5 separate regions of the Mus musculus genome follow, and all the other regions are linked to region 5. Evidence: chromatin contacts called from public ChIA-PET, HiChIP or PLAC-seq and promoter capture Hi-C data. All regions are on one chromosome and are shown on one strand. The core of a region is the stretch at or near the end of the contact, and the rest is flanking DNA. Distances in the headings are between cores, read along the strand shown. Region 1 holds the start of Phldb3 (pleckstrin homology like domain, family B, member 3). Region 2 overlaps Irgc1 (immunity-related GTPase family, cinema 1). Region 3 overlaps Itpkc (inositol 1,4,5-trisphosphate 3-kinase C). Region 4 holds the start of Cadm4 (cell adhesion molecule 4). Region 5 holds the start of Tgfb1 (transforming growth factor, beta 1).

What was found. Promoter capture Hi-C pulls out the DNA fragments that hold promoters and counts their contacts. ChIA-PET counts read pairs in DNA pulled down with a chosen protein or histone mark. HiChIP or PLAC-seq counts read pairs in DNA pulled down with a chosen protein or histone mark.
Region 1: a contact with region 5 is called in an H3K27ac HiChIP or PLAC-seq map of bone marrow-derived dendritic cells, with 4 times the contacts expected there. The contact joins the promoter of Phldb3 here to the promoter of Tgfb1 in region 5. A contact is called at or near these places in 5 of 39 promoter capture datasets (cranial neural crest, frontonasal cranial neural crest, hippocampal neurons and 2 more), 4 of 115 datasets of contacts at active chromatin or transcription factors (bone marrow-derived dendritic cells, extraembryonic endoderm stem cells, regulatory T cell precursor and 1 more) and 1 of 9 other capture datasets (adipose tissue).
Region 2: an RNA polymerase II ChIA-PET map of memory CD8 T cells shows a contact between it and region 5, with 3 times the contacts expected there. The contact joins the enhancer-like site here to the promoter of Tgfb1 in region 5. A contact is called at or near these places in 2 of 39 promoter capture datasets (cranial neural crest and hippocampal neurons) and 1 of 115 datasets of contacts at active chromatin or transcription factors (memory CD8 T cells).
Region 3: an H3K27ac HiChIP or PLAC-seq map of embryonic fibroblasts shows a contact between it and region 5, with 15 times the contacts expected there. The contact joins the enhancer-like site here to the promoter of Tgfb1 in region 5. A contact is called at or near these places in 7 of 39 promoter capture datasets (the 3T3-L1 cell line, the HPC-7 cell line, cranial neural crest and 3 more), 1 of 484 Hi-C or Micro-C datasets (the HL-1 cell line) and 12 of 115 datasets of contacts at active chromatin or transcription factors (the SCID.adh cell line, astrocytes, differentiating embryonic stem cells and 7 more).
Region 4: a contact with region 5 is called in a promoter capture Hi-C map of hippocampal neurons, with 2.4 times the contacts expected there. The contact joins the promoter of Cadm4 here to the promoter of Tgfb1 in region 5. A contact is called at or near these places in 8 of 39 promoter capture datasets (cranial neural crest, embryonic stem cells, frontonasal cranial neural crest and 5 more) and 2 of 115 datasets of contacts at active chromatin or transcription factors (astrocytes and pancreatic cancer cells).

The regions. Positions count from the first base shown.
Region 1 is chr7:24,610,026-24,612,725 of GRCm38.p6, forward strand. It overlaps Phldb3 (pleckstrin homology like domain, family B, member 3), which reads left to right and starts at 1,303. Exons shown (of 15, transcript NM_001102613.1): 1 at 1,303-1,553; 2 at 2,472-2,654. The coding sequence starts at 1,320.
Region 2 is chr7:24,429,465-24,432,216 of GRCm38.p6, forward strand. It overlaps Irgc1 (immunity-related GTPase family, cinema 1), which reads right to left. Exons shown (of 2, transcript NM_001358033.1): 2 at 2,455-2,752. The coding sequence ends at 2,535. Among named protein-coding and RNA genes, the nearest start is that of Irgc1, 4.7 kb to the right of the region's middle. Within about 2 kb of position 1,392, at least 71 of the 459 cell types and tissues checked have an H3K27ac peak or open chromatin away from gene starts, as enhancers often do. A contact at or near this core is called in memory CD8 T cells, where this site is marked.
Region 3 is chr7:27,217,412-27,220,111 of GRCm38.p6, forward strand. Itpkc (inositol 1,4,5-trisphosphate 3-kinase C) reads right to left here. Exons shown (of 7, transcript NM_181593.3): 2 at 2,189-2,291. Among named protein-coding and RNA genes, the nearest start is that of Itpkc, 9.9 kb to the right of the region's middle. Within about 2 kb of position 1,425, at least 28 of the 459 cell types and tissues checked have an H3K27ac peak or open chromatin away from gene starts, as enhancers often do. A contact at or near this core is called in embryonic fibroblasts, where this site is marked.
Region 4 is chr7:24,480,721-24,483,420 of GRCm38.p6, forward strand. It overlaps Cadm4 (cell adhesion molecule 4), which reads left to right and starts at 1,303. Exons shown (of 9, transcript NM_153112.3): 1 at 1,303-1,442. The coding sequence starts at 1,379.
Region 5 is chr7:25,685,680-25,688,379 of GRCm38.p6, forward strand. Tgfb1 (transforming growth factor, beta 1) reads left to right here and starts at 1,323. Exons shown (of 7, transcript NM_011577.2): 1 at 1,323-2,544. The coding sequence starts at 2,190. It overlaps B9d2 (B9 protein domain 2), which reads left to right. Exons shown (of 4, transcript NM_001362154.1): 4 at 302-883. The coding sequence ends at 615.

The sequences.
Region 1 (2,700 bases), core at 53-2,552, 1.1 Mb before region 5:
AATAATAATTTTAAAAAAGTCATTTAGAATGCTTGTAGATCCTAGGTGTATTTGTTTCCTTCAGCCTCGGTCCCCACAACTGTACAATGGAGACGGTCGATCTCTTTTTTTCTATGGGCTGTGGTGTGGTATGACACTGAGGTGTGTCAAATGTTTTGCACAGCTCTTGATGTCTAACAGTCGGGTTTTGCATACCAGATATTTTCCTGTTTCTGCCCAGAGAGGAAAGGGTCTGGCTGTGACCTTTAACCTCTGTGCCCCACCCCATAGTAAACTGTGTGCGCGTGGGGCACACTCTGTCTCTGGGCAGATCGCTGACTCAGCCCGGGATACCCCCTCCCCTTGTCCGGCTCCCTAAACCGGTCAGGGCCCTTCCAAAGGGCTTATTAGAGGGGAGAGGCCCCCATCTTCATTCCTATCTTCCTTTGAGGATTTCCTAGGCTTCGGCCTTAGGGAGGCTGCTGTATGCAGGTGGCTAAGAAGCCCGGCCCTCCAGGGGCACCGGAGGCTGAGTGGGAGGTCTGGGCGCTGGGCTCTCTCTGGGTGGGGCTGGAGGGGCCGGGATGGCTGGGTGCCTGGGCTGCGGGCGGGGCAGGCTGCTGGCTCCCTCCTCCCAGGAGAGCTGTCGGACCTGTTGTCCCCCCCTCCACTTCCGGGCTGCTGGGGAGGGGGACGGGGCGGCCTCTCTCTCCTCCCTCCTTCCAGCCACCTGTTTAGCCGCAGGAGCGGCAGTGCCCAGTGCAGAGCCAGAAAGAAGGTTGACGACCTACGAGGACCTCCTCCCGGGAAGGAACGGAGGCGTTGGGGCCCCAGGCATATCCGGAGAGGTAGACATTGCCAGCCCCGAGTTCTGGATCTTGGGGTGAGGAGCCTCGGACGCTGATTCCTTACAGGTGGTTCGGGACCCAACTGTGGAGCTCCAAGGAGGAGAGCCGGGCTAGTCCCGAGAGGGTAGAGGAGATGGAATCTCTTGGAGGCAATCCGGGAAACTGGAGAGGGCTGCAGAAGGGGCTCAGGGATGACACATGGAGCAAAGGGAAGGCTCAGCGTGCGACGCCCCAGCACGGGGAGCGTTAGGACCCCGGACTCAAATTCTCTTCCCACCTCTAGGTGTGTGTGTCACCTTCGGAGCCGACAGCCTCTCCCCAGTCGCGAGCGGGTCCCCAGGAAATCTACGCCCGCGGAATGTTCAGAGCTGGTCTCTGAACCTTTAGGTTCCGCCCTCTGGGCAAGCTCAACGCGCTCTAGACCACGCCCACAAACATCAGACCACGCCTCTGAAACTGACCACGCCCACACCACAGGAATCCGAAGCGGCCATGGGGACACCCAGCACCCTAGAGGAGGGCTCCTCGTCTCCAAAGGTTTCGGAATGCGCCGTCGAGGTCCAGCCTCAAGGGGCTGTGCAGCCTCAGGGGCACCCCGAGGATCCCAAAGAGCACAAGGAGCCCGAAGTCCCAGCGGAGCTTCCAAGTTGCCCCGGAGCTGGGCGGCAGGCCGAGGAAGAGGAAGAAGTGGAAGAAGGTAGCAGCACCGAGAGCTGCCGCGAAGAGGTGAGGGATCATCCCCCCGGGGGGGCTGTCCAGACGGACAGACAGACACCCAAGACGACACAGAAGAACATAAAGAGAGAGACTAGACAGAGACCCAGAGTCAAGGAGAGTACCCATAGACAGGCAGAAACACCCTGTTAGACAAAGTTGGATTTGAAGCCAGAGAGACTCGGGTAGAAACATAGAAACTAGATACGACAGAGACACAGGGAGTGAGACATAGACCTAAAAGAGAGACACAGGGAAGACACACAGACCCAGAAGAGAAACAAAAAGAAATGCCAACATAGAAGAGTCTAAGTCAGAGAGAGGGACGGGGGTGGGGGTGGGGGGAAGAAGAGCGATCCAGGGACTCTGAGAAAGAGATCCCAAGAGGTTGAGACTCAGGGACAGATGAGCTCATCGTGTACAAAGACACTTGCTGTCAAATCTGACGACCTGGGTTCGATCCCCAGAACCCTCATTGATGTAAGGCAAGAATCTTCTGATTTCCACTAGCATTCAGGTACAAAAAAGAAAGAAGGAAAGGAAGGAAGGAAGGAAGAAAAAAAAAGAAAGAATAGAGGAAGAAATGGAGGAAGAAAAAAGAAAAGGAGAGAGAAGGGAGAAAGGAAAAAGGAAAAGAAGAAAAGGAAAGGAGGGAAGAAATGAGGAAGAAAGAAAAAAGAAAGGAAGGAAGGAAGGAAGGAAAGAAAAGGAAGCAAGCTCTGCTAGTTCAGCTTCAGAGCATAGTGGCTTTGTATGATGGGTTCAGAACCTGCCGGCTTCCCCGCTTCACGGTCTTCCATTCGGACCCGAAAGGAAGTAGTTGAACTTGGCAGCTCATGACCCCCAGAGGCACTACTGGGGTGGGACCAGACCTGTTTGGTGACTTGAGGGGGGCGAGACTTGTTCTCATCACACCCTCTCTAATTTCAGCCCGAGGCTACGCCTGCCGCGCAGATTCCAGCCACACCTTCCCCATGCCTCCCTTCTGGGGAAGAGCTGCGGGGGGCAGCGCGGCGGCTGCGAGGACAGCAGCTGGAGGCACTGACTCGCGTGGCTCTGATGGAGCAGCGGGTGAAGGAGTTACAGCGCCAGAAGAAGGAACTGAGGATCGAGGTGAGGATGGGGAGATCTTGGGAAATCAACCCGTGAGGGAACCTGC
Region 2 (2,752 bases), core at 142-2,641, 1.3 Mb before region 5:
CCTACTTGCTAGGGCTGGGTCACTCCAGGTCAGAGCTATCCTCAGATCCTGGAATCCTGAGGAAGCAGATGGGAGCGACTTGGGGGAGCCCAGCTCCCTTGTCCCACATCCTTGTCTGCCACCTGCTTTGTGCAGTCTCCAGAACCTTCCCGAGAGTTTCATGAAGCTTGGAAAGCTTCCCGCGATGTAACTGCCAGGCTGGATCCCAGCCCAGCCTTCCTCCACACAGGAGGCACAGGAGGCAGAGCCTGGAGGATTCGGCTCTCAGTTACTTCTTCCGCTGCAGCCCAGTCGGGCATCCAGTTGACCCTCCAAAAGGAGGTCAGGCTGTTTCTGCTGCTCAGACTACAGAAGCTCCAAGATGAGCTTCCCAGCCTGCCCTGGACCCTCCGTCTCTCCCAGAGCGGCCAGTCACAGGGCAGCTGATCACACCCATCCACCTGCCCCTGCCTCTCTAGCTCTCGCGAACCACAAATGTGACTTTTCATCTCGCACTGCCAAGTTCCTATCACACGGCTGCGTCAGCAGCTCAGGCATGCAGCTCCTTCTTTCAGATTGTCCCAGGCCATCCTAGGCTGGGCACGCTGGGCAGGAAATCAAAAATCAGCTTCCACACAGTCCCTAAGCCTCAATGAGGCCTCTGCACTATTGGAAACGTTTAATATTTTTATGAATTTTTCTTGACAGGCTTTCTCTGTGTAGCTCTGGGTGTCCTGGAACTCACTCTGTAGATCAGGTTAGCTTTGAACTCAGAGATCCACCTGCCTCTGCCCCACAAGTTCTGGAATTAAAGGTGTGTACTAGGGCTAGAGAGATGACTCAGAGGTTAAGAGCACTGACTGCTCTTCCAGAGGTCCTGAGTTCAATTCCCAGCAACCACATGGTGGCTCACAACCATCTGAAATGGGATCTGATATTCTGATATTCTCTTCTGTTATGCCTGAAGACAGCTACAGTGGACTCGTATATATAAATCTTAATTTAAAAAAAGGTGTGTGCCACCTCACCTGCCTTTCTGGTAAGTTGAATACTTGTGACCCTTCCTAAACAGGGAGTTCCGGCTTGAGCAGGCCAGTGTCCAGATCACTTTTGTGTATCACCACCATGACTACCACCAAGAATCAAGCACAGAGGAAGGCCTGGGTAGGAGCCATCTCTCACTGGGACATGAGCCTCACCCATGAGCATACCACTCACAGCGGTGTGTCGTCAGATACACCTCCCGACACCAGAAACCCGCCTCAGCCCATCAACCCTTCGCTCTAATCCCCATGACCACACTCCACGACATTGACGTGGTTTGGATCTTACGCACCACCCAAAAGGCCTCTGTTGAAGGCTTGGGTCCTCAATGCAGTGTTCAGAGGTGGGGAGCTGGGGTGCCACTCAGCGGGTAGGATGCTCACTGTGCATGCAGGAGCCTCAGTTCCACCCCAGCACCCGATAAACCAGATGTGGTGATGCACCCCTGTAATTCCTCACTCTGGAGATGGAGGACCGGAGTCAAGATTCTTCAAGATGTAGTTCAATGTCAAGGTGGCCTCTAGGCAGCCTTGTCTCAATGGCAAAGCTTTTAGGAGATGGGGTCACGAAGGGGCTGAAAGCAGCATCGGTGGACATAATATAGAGCCTTGATGGGAGGAAGTGGGTAGCTGAGGTGGATGACTAAGGGCATGGCTTACTGTTTGAGGTGTGTGTGTGTGTGTGTGTGTGTGTGTCTACTTCCTGGTTCCCATGATATAAACAGCCTCACCCGCCATGTCTTCCTGGAGCCAAGAGGTTCTGTCTCACCACAGGACTTTTAGGGTTGAAGCCAACAGATCCGCACTGAGGCCTTTGAATCTGAGAGCCAATGGAAGCCTCTTAAATCTTCAAGTGGCTCTGCTGAAGTGTTTTGTGCAGATCCCCTACCTCAAAATCATGGAAACTTACAGGACTCTAGATGGAATGTAGGTCAGCTGTAGGACACTTGCCCCAAATTCACCAGCTGTAGCTCAGTGTTAAGAGCCCATGCCTAGAATCCCCCAGTGAGGGACTGGGAGTGTGGTTCAGTGGGTAGAGCCCCTGGGATATGATGCTGGACCTACCAGAATGGGGGTAGAGAATGCTTAGGGTTGGGGGCTCCATTTCCATACCCAACAGCAAATTACAATATGGAGTGCCACAAGAAGGTTCTCTCTCTCTCCCCCTTCTCCCCCCCCCCTCACACACACACACACACACACACACACAGCACCTCCCAGGCAATTGACAGTTCTCACCTTGGCCTCATGAGGAGCAAGGAGACCACTGAGAAGCCCTGGTCACCCTGTCCACCCATCCCTCAGCCTCCCTCTCCTCAGGGTCAAGTACCCCTACACTCAGGCCTGTCTGTGTCCCTCTGTAACACCCTCTACACCCACACCCACCCTGCGCGCAGCAACTGCGGTTCTCCCTTTGATCACAGTAGCCCTGTTTGGTTGATGTTGGTTTTTTTTTTAAAGGGCTTGGCTGGTGGGTGAGGCGGAGGTGGGGAGGAGGGGCAGGGCTGCGTTTTATTTGTCTTCTGACAAGTCGCGCCTCTTCCAGCTGTCAAGAATATACTTGAGGAGGAGGCCGAGCTTCCTGCGGGTGGACAGCGGGGCTTCCTCGCTGGTTCCTTCCCCAGTGCTCCGCTTTTCCACTAAATTGTCACCAGCCGCCTCCAAGCTCACCTCACCCCCCTGGGGCTCATCTTCCTCCAGGGCTTTGATGCGGACGCGTTGGGCGTCCT
Region 3 (2,700 bases), core at 175-2,674, 1.5 Mb after region 5:
ATGCACAGCTCACTCCTGGCTTTAAACTGGCCTATCTCTACTCTGTGTCCATACACGGTCCTGTATACAGCACAGTAGTCCAGTATGCGTTTGTAATTTAAAAAATATTTACTTTTAATTGTGTGTGTGTGTGTGTGTGTGTGTGTGTGTGTGTGTGTTAACAGAGGCCAGAAGAAGTCATCGGGTCCCCTAGAGCTGGATATATAGTCCATTGAGAGCTGCCCAACATGGATGCTGGGAACCAGACTTGGCCCTTCTGAAAAGAACAATGCATGCTCTTCACTACTGAACCATCTTGTCAGGCACGTTTTTGCTATTCCGTGAGAACCTGAGCATGGCGTGACTGAGGTTGCAAGTGTGCCAGGACCACCCTGTGACGGTAGTTCTCCCTTCTACACAGACATGGATTCTGGGCATTCAGCTCAGGCTGTCCGGCTTACTCAGCTAGCTATCTCGGAGGCCTGTTTTGTAACTTTAATGGGTGCTCTTGTCCTCTGAGGTAACCGTGACATATCAGTTAACAACATAACTCTCCTCATAGGATTCCCCAGGGGACAGCCACTTAGCGTGATTTAAATTAATTTTTGCTAGAAACAGAATCTTCAGCCTATAGTTCCAGAAATTAGAAGGTTTAGGCAGGAGGACAGACACAAGTTTGAGCCCAGTCCAAGACACACAGTGAATTCAAGGCAAACTGGATTGGATTATATGGCAACACTCTGGGTATAAAAAAAATAAATAAATTCATAATTCTGACATTATCTGGAGCACGTGCATGGCTAAGATAAGAGTTCCAAACTTTTGCTTTTTTTTCCTTATGGCAAAAGGATAGTTTTGCTTTGCTTTGCTTTGTTGACATAAGGTCTTGCTATGTAGCCCAGGCTGGTCTCAAAATTGACAATCCCCCTGCCTCAGCCTTTTTTTTTGTTTTGTTTTGTTTTTTTGTTTTTTTTCGAGACAGGGTTTCTCTTTATAGCCCTGGCTGTCCTGGAACTCACTTTGTAGACCAGACTGGCCTTGAACTCAGAAATCCGCCTGGCTCTGCCTCCTGAGTGCTGGGACTAAAGGCGTGCACCACCACGCCTGGCTTCTGCCTCAGCTTTCTAAGTGCTGGAACTATAAATATGTGCCAAACCAGGCTTGGTGATGCAATCCTTTAACCCCAGCATTTAGGAAGCCGAGACAGGAATCTGCACTCTTTTTGAGTCCAGTCAGGGCTACACAGTAGACCCTGCCTCAAACAAACAAGCAAGTAATAAAATAGGCGGCCAAGGCCAGCTTTCAGCTTAACATTCTTCAAAGATGGTGGCAACAGTGTTTTCTGTTTTACCTAGGATCTTGCTGGGTGATGAGACACACACAGAGGCCATATGGTAAGCCCTGTTTTTCTTCCAAGTGAGTCACAGGACAAAACCATTTGGCTTTGGTTCGCTGAGAGTCTGCCACGTGGGAGACACAGGAGAGTCCAGGGACTGGTCGCTGTGTTTCTCAACAGCCTGTCCCACTCTCTCAATGTTTTGCTCTCAATTCTTCAGTTAATCCTGCAAGGACGGCCAGGCAGTGGTGGTGCACGCCTTTAATCCCAGCACTTGGGAGGCAGAGGCAGGCAAATTTCTGAGTTCAAGGTCAGCCTGGTCTACAGAGTGAGTTCCAGGACAGCCAGGGCTACACAGAGAAACCCTGTTTCAAGAAAAAAAAAAAACAAACAAACAAAAAAAACCCCACAAAAACAAACAAACAAACAAAAAATCCTGCAAGGGCAGTAATATGTGGGGAAGGAACTGAATCCCAAGGAGTCACCCATAAGTAAGTAGGATGTGAAGCAGTACCCACCCACTCCAAAGCTGAGACTCAACCCACAGACAAGGCCTAGCCAAGCATGATAGTGCAGCAGCCTTTGATCCCAGCACTCAGAGGGCAGAGACAGGTGGATCTTTGTGAATTCAAGGCCAGCCTGGTCTACAAAGTGAGTTCTAGGCCAGCAAGGACTATATGGAGCCTATCTCAAAATAAATAAATAAAATAATTACTAGGCCTAAATGTTTTTCATAGCAGCCCCATAGGTGGGGTTCTGTCTCCAAGCCAAGTCTCACTCTAAAGGCAGTGAGACTAGACAGAGCAGGGCTTTCGTAGCCCCTACACCTACACCAAGCCCTGACGATCTGTTGGCCAAGGCCCCCAAGCTCACCAGCGTGTCCGGAAAGCTGGACCCAGGGATAGTAGTGCTTATGGAAGGAGACCACGAAGGGCGAGTACTTCAGAACTGTCTTCAGCTTCTTCCAGGGCTTGCTCTGTAGGGAGGGTGAGCATGAGGAATGGATCAAGACCAGGGAATTACTGTCCTGGAGGTTTCCTAGGATCAGGGTCCCCCAGTGGAGGTGATGCAACCCCACCTAGTCCAATGATGATGCGGCTACTTAGTAGGGGAAGAGTCTGTCTCTTACTTTCTTTGTTCTGTCTCTGTGTCTTTGTCATAGGAGGAAGGATAGGCTAAATTTGGTTACCAAAATTCAGTATATACCCTAAAACCCGTAGTCACAAAGCACAGAAGCCAAACCTCCTGCCTCTCAATAAGGTCAGGTCTGGGGCAAACCATTGAGACAGAGTGGAGGAATGGAGGCAGACCAGAGAGACAGAGGCCTGACAAAGGTGATGGAGACTGAGAGAGTGCAGGTTGCCGAGCAAGCGCTCTGGCTCGTC
Region 4 (2,700 bases), core at 53-2,552, 1.2 Mb before region 5:
GAGAGGATGCTGGGAGCTAGGCACTGGACAGGAAGTGTGTCATGTGATGATGACCCTTGGTTGACCTGGATATACAACAGTTTAGAAGTGATGGAGAGAAAATAAAAAGCCGAGCTTTTCAGAATGGGCATATGTTGACCCAGTTTACCTGCTGTCCCTGAGTCCTGTGAGAGGCAGAGGCCACCAGCACCTCACTTTCTTCCTCTTCTTGGTCCTATGAGTCATAAGCCTGCTCCAGGCCTTCAGGTGGCCACAGGGGTGGGTTCAGGGGAACCCACACCCAAGAAGAAAAAAGAGAGCAAAGTTTGGAGGGATGAGTCAGCCCCCCAGGATGAGGAACAGAACCTGAAAGGCAGAGTCACACAGACAGACTTGACTGGACAGTGTGGGAAAGAGTACAGCGTCTGGATGCCATACCTGGAAGATTGCCCCAGGCAGGGGCTTCGCTCTCCCCAGGGCCTAGGGTTAAGACTTCCTTCCAGTCTGGTTAGCTTTCTGGAGGCCCCTCCCAGGGAAAGAAGACTGAAACTTGGCGAGTCATGGTCAGGACTAGAGGGAGGGAGCGGACACTATTCTATGCCCTGCCCAAAGAAGTCCATACCTGCTCAGCCACCCGCTGCTGCCCAGCCTCTCAGTCTTTCCCTGCCCACATTCACTGTGGCATCATCACACTCCTCTCCCCCAAAGCTCACACTCACAGCACACGCCAGCACCCCGCACCTTCGCGCGCTTCCGAGCATCGCCCTCTCGCGCATCTCCCAAGCATCTCCCACGCACCCCCTATGGGTTTCCCAAGCAGCTTCTGCACAACCCCCGTGCATCTTCCCCGCATCTCCCGTGTGTCTTCTATACATTCCCCCGTGCATCTCCCGCGCCTCTCCCACGCATCTCTCGTGCATCTTCCGCGCACACTCCGGTGCATCTCCTGCGCATCTTCCCCGTGTCTCCCGTGCAGCGTCCTCTAGGGAGCTCCGCTAGTCCAGGCTACGCCTGCGCGCACACGCACGCACACCTTTGCACCTTCACACGACCCTCACGACCTTCCGCTCTCCCAAGTCCTCCCCCACTGGCTCCCACGACGCCGTCACGCTCACGCCCTGCCCTCGCGCCCGGGTCCGCATGCTGTCCTGCTCTCCCACCCCCGTGCGCGCCCTTCCGCGCTCCCGTCCTCCCTCTCCCCGCATTGTCTGGGCCCCTCTGTCCCCGTCCGGTCCCCGCCCCTTAGCTGACGCCACGCCCACCAAGGCGCGCAGTGGGCGGAGCAGAGGGCGGGACTGGACTCGGGGGCGGGGTCGACGGCGCGGGAGGTGCAGGTGCCGGGCCGGGAGCGAGCGGCGGCGGCGGTGGCGGCGGCGGTGGCGGCGGCGGCGGCGGCACCATGGGCCGGGCCCGGCGCTTCCAGTGGCCGCTGCTGCTGCTGTGGGCGGCCGCGGCGGGGCCAGGTAGGGTGACGGAGGTGGGGGCCGGGTCGGTGGGCTGGATCGGGGTGACGAGGGAGGTGTGCGTATTGCGGTCGGGTTGGGGAGGGGGTCTCGTCGCTGTGACAGCTGGGTCGCCTGGGGGCCTGCAGAGGCCGGAACAATGCGCTGCGTGGGGGGGGGGGGCTGCGGGAGACCCTCGTCCCCGGGACAAAGCGCAGCGCGGGCCAGGAGCCCAGAGCCGCGGGCAGGGGAGGGGGGACGCGGGCCCCGGCCGCCGTGCCGCAGCCCCCCCACCCCGCACAGGCCCCGATCCCGCGGGGACAAAGGGCCCGAGACCCTCCCTCCCCCTATGTCCCCAAGCCCTCCTTCTCCAGGCCGGTCCCACTGTCCTTCGGTCCTAGTCTTTAGATCTCTCTCTCTCTCTCTCTCTCTCTCTCTCTCTCTCATTTTCCCCCAGCCCTTGTCCTCTGTCCCTCAGTCTTCAAGTCCTGTCCTTCCTTCCCTCTGTCCTCCTTTCTCCTTGTTTCCCCCTTCCCGTTTCTCCACGCCGCCTTTGTCCCCCACCTCTGTCCCTTTTTCCTGGGTCACTCTGCCTGCCCCCCATCCTCTATTCACTCTGCCGCCTCCTGTGCTGCTGTCGTCCCTCTATGTCCCCATTCACCATCTCTCTCCCCGTCTCCTTGACATCCTGTATCTCTTCCCTTCTCTGTCCCCTATCATTCTCCCATTTCTCTAGCAGCCTCTGTTGCCTAGCTGCCTCCTTTCTCCTCTCTACCCCACTGTCTCCCTCTCCCCCAAATCTGCTTCCTCTCTCCATGCATCCTCCATCCTCCTTTTCCCATCTCTGTATCCCTCCTCGCTCCTGGAGAAGAGTGGTGTCAGGCAGGGCAGTGACAGTATAGATGTGTGAAGTGGCATATAGGGAACATTGGCATGTGAGCACACACGTGGATTCCACAAATGTCTCCCCCAAACCCTCCCACCCGTTCACACATCCAAGCCACACTTCACAGAAGAGCCCCCTCCAGGACATCCACATGTCTTTCTCACTCACTATGGGAATCTGGAGGACCCCCCAGCCCCCACCCAAGACACGGTGACCCTGAGGCTGGGGACAAGGTCAGGAAATGTCACCTGAATGCTCACACTTAGAACCCTGTGTTTCTTATATCCACCATGGGACACTCCCCTGCGGTGGGTCAAGTTACTTTGCCCAGGAATCCATCATGGGGAGGCTGCTGGTGAGCAAAGGCAGGGCTGAGGTCTCCTATAGGGAGTT
Region 5 (2,700 bases), core at 73-2,572:
TGGGAGAGTGAAGAGACCACAAAGGGAGGTCAGACGAGGCCAGACTTGACTTGAGAGGTTGGACTTTGTTCTGTGGCCCAGGGGAGTCATGGGAGGGTTTTGAGCAAGAGGGTAATGTGGATTGCTCTAGATTCCTGTGACTACTATGTGGAGTGAGTGGGAGATGAGAACCCAGAGAGGAAATTCAGGCAATAATCCAAGGTAAAAGTACTGTGCGAGGTCTCCAGTGGTTTCAATGCTGGGAACCCGGGAGCAGGGTTCTGCCCCTTTGTCCTTTTCTCTAACGCCTCTCCTCCCGCAGGTTGGCCTCGACTCCATCTCCAGGTGTGGTCCCAGGACAGCTTTGGCCGCTGCCAGCTTGCTGGCTATGGCTTTTGCCATGTGCCTAGCAGCCCAGGCACTCATCAGCTGGACTGCCCTACATGGAGGCCCCTGGGCAGTTGGAGGGAGCAGCTAGCACGGGCTTTCGTGGGTGGTGGGCCACAGCTGCTGCACGCAGATACCATCTACAGCGGGGCTGACCGCTACCGCCTGCACACGGCCGCGGGTGGCACAGTGCACCTTGGTATCGGCCTGCTGCTGCGCCACTTCGATCGCTATGGAGTGGAGTGTTGAGGGACTTCATTGCTACTAATCGCCATCATCCACTGAGCACATAATGGCACAGCAGTGAAGCAGGCACGTGGACTCTGGAGACTGTCAGTCCTGATCACCCCCAAGTCATGGCCCCTATGCCATGGACTGCAAGGCCAGGAACTCCCCTGTGGCCCATGCTCCACTGAACTACGGGGTAGAAAGGGCTGTGGGTTGGAGGGACATGAGCAGGGCCCACTGTTTGGACTGTCGGGGGCACTTAATAAAAGCGTGTATTTCTCATGGGTAAGGTGCCTCCTTGTATCCGCTAAAGCTCTCAGACGTCGGTCTCCTTATTTCACTCTCCTTGACACTCTCATCCGCAAAGTCTGCCCCTGCCTTTCGCTCTCCACCGCCTAGGTCCCCACTTCTAATACAGGACTCTGTTTTCTCACGAAGTCCCAATTTTTCCTTTGACCCTTCAACAACTCCCAAATCCACCGGGGCGCTTTGGTTGGTCACCGGCTTTAGTAGTGCTCCGCCGCCAGGAGGCAGCACCCTGGAGGTGGGGCGAGGCCGGGGTGCCCGCCCCCTCCCCGCAGGGCTGAAGGGACCCCCCTTGGAGCCCGCCCACGCTAAGATGAAGACAGTGCCCCCCCATGCCCTCCCCCTGGGGCTGCCCCCGCCCCGCGCGCGCTTCCTGGGTGGGGCCGGGGCGGCTTCAAAACCCCCGCCGCCCCAGCCGGTCCCGCCGCCGCCGCCGCCCTTCGCGCCCCAGGCCGTCCCCCTCCTCCTCCCGCCGCGGATCCTCCAGACAGCCAGGCCCCCGGCCGGGGCAGGGGGGACGCCCCTTCGGGGCACCCCCGGCTCTGAGCCGCACTCGGAGTCGGCCTCCGCTGGGAGCCGGCAAAGGAGCAGCCGAGGAGCCGTCCGAGGCCCCAGAGTCTGAGACCAGCCGCCGCCGCAGGGAGGAGGGGGAGGAGGAGTGGGAGGAGGGACGAGCTGGTTGAGAGAAGAGGAAAAAAGTTTTGAGACTTTTCCGCTGCTACTGCAAGTCAGAGACGTGGGGACTTCTTGGCACTGCGCTGTCTCGCAAGGAGGCAGGACCTGAGGACTCCAGACAGCCCTGCTCACCGTCGTGGACACTCGATCGCTACCCGGCGTTCCTCAGACGCCCCTATTCCGGACCAGCCCTCGGGAGCCACAAACCCCGCCTCCCGCGAAGACTTCACCCCAAAGCTGGGGCGCACCCCTTGCACGCCGCCCTCCCCCCAGCCTGCCTCTTGAGTCCCTCGCATCCCAGGACCCTCTCTCCCCCGAGAGGCAGATCTCCCTCGGACCTGCTGGCAGTAGCTCCCCTATTTAAGAACACCCACTTTTGGATCTCAGAGAGCGCTCATCTCGATTTTTACCCTGGTGGTATACTGAGACACCTTGGTGTCAGAGCCTCACCGCGACTCCTGCTGCTTTCTCCCTCAACCTCAAATTATTCAGGACTATCACCTACCTTTCCTTGGGAGACCCCACCCCACAAGCCCTGCAGGGGCGGGGCCTCCGCATCCCACCTTTGCCGAGGGTTCCCGCTCTCCGAAGTGCCGTGGGGCGCCGCCTCCCCCATGCCGCCCTCGGGGCTGCGGCTACTGCCGCTTCTGCTCCCACTCCCGTGGCTTCTAGTGCTGACGCCCGGGAGGCCAGCCGCGGGACTCTCCACCTGCAAGACCATCGACATGGAGCTGGTGAAACGGAAGCGCATCGAAGCCATCCGTGGCCAGATCCTGTCCAAACTAAGGCTCGCCAGTCCCCCAAGCCAGGGGGAGGTACCGCCCGGCCCGCTGCCCGAGGCGGTGCTCGCTTTGTACAACAGCACCCGCGACCGGGTGGCAGGCGAGAGCGCCGACCCAGAGCCGGAGCCCGAAGCGGACTACTATGCTAAAGAGGTCACCCGCGTGCTAATGGTGGACCGCAACAACGGTGAGCTCCGAGGGGCCGGGGAGCCAGGAGGGAGCCCCCAGGGGGCGCCGGAGTGCAGGGGTCACCGGGAGGAAATTACCCTCAGAGGAAACTGGCTGGAGGAAGGGGAGCCCTGGGGGCACCGGGACAACTGTGTGGGTGTCCCAAAGAGGCTGG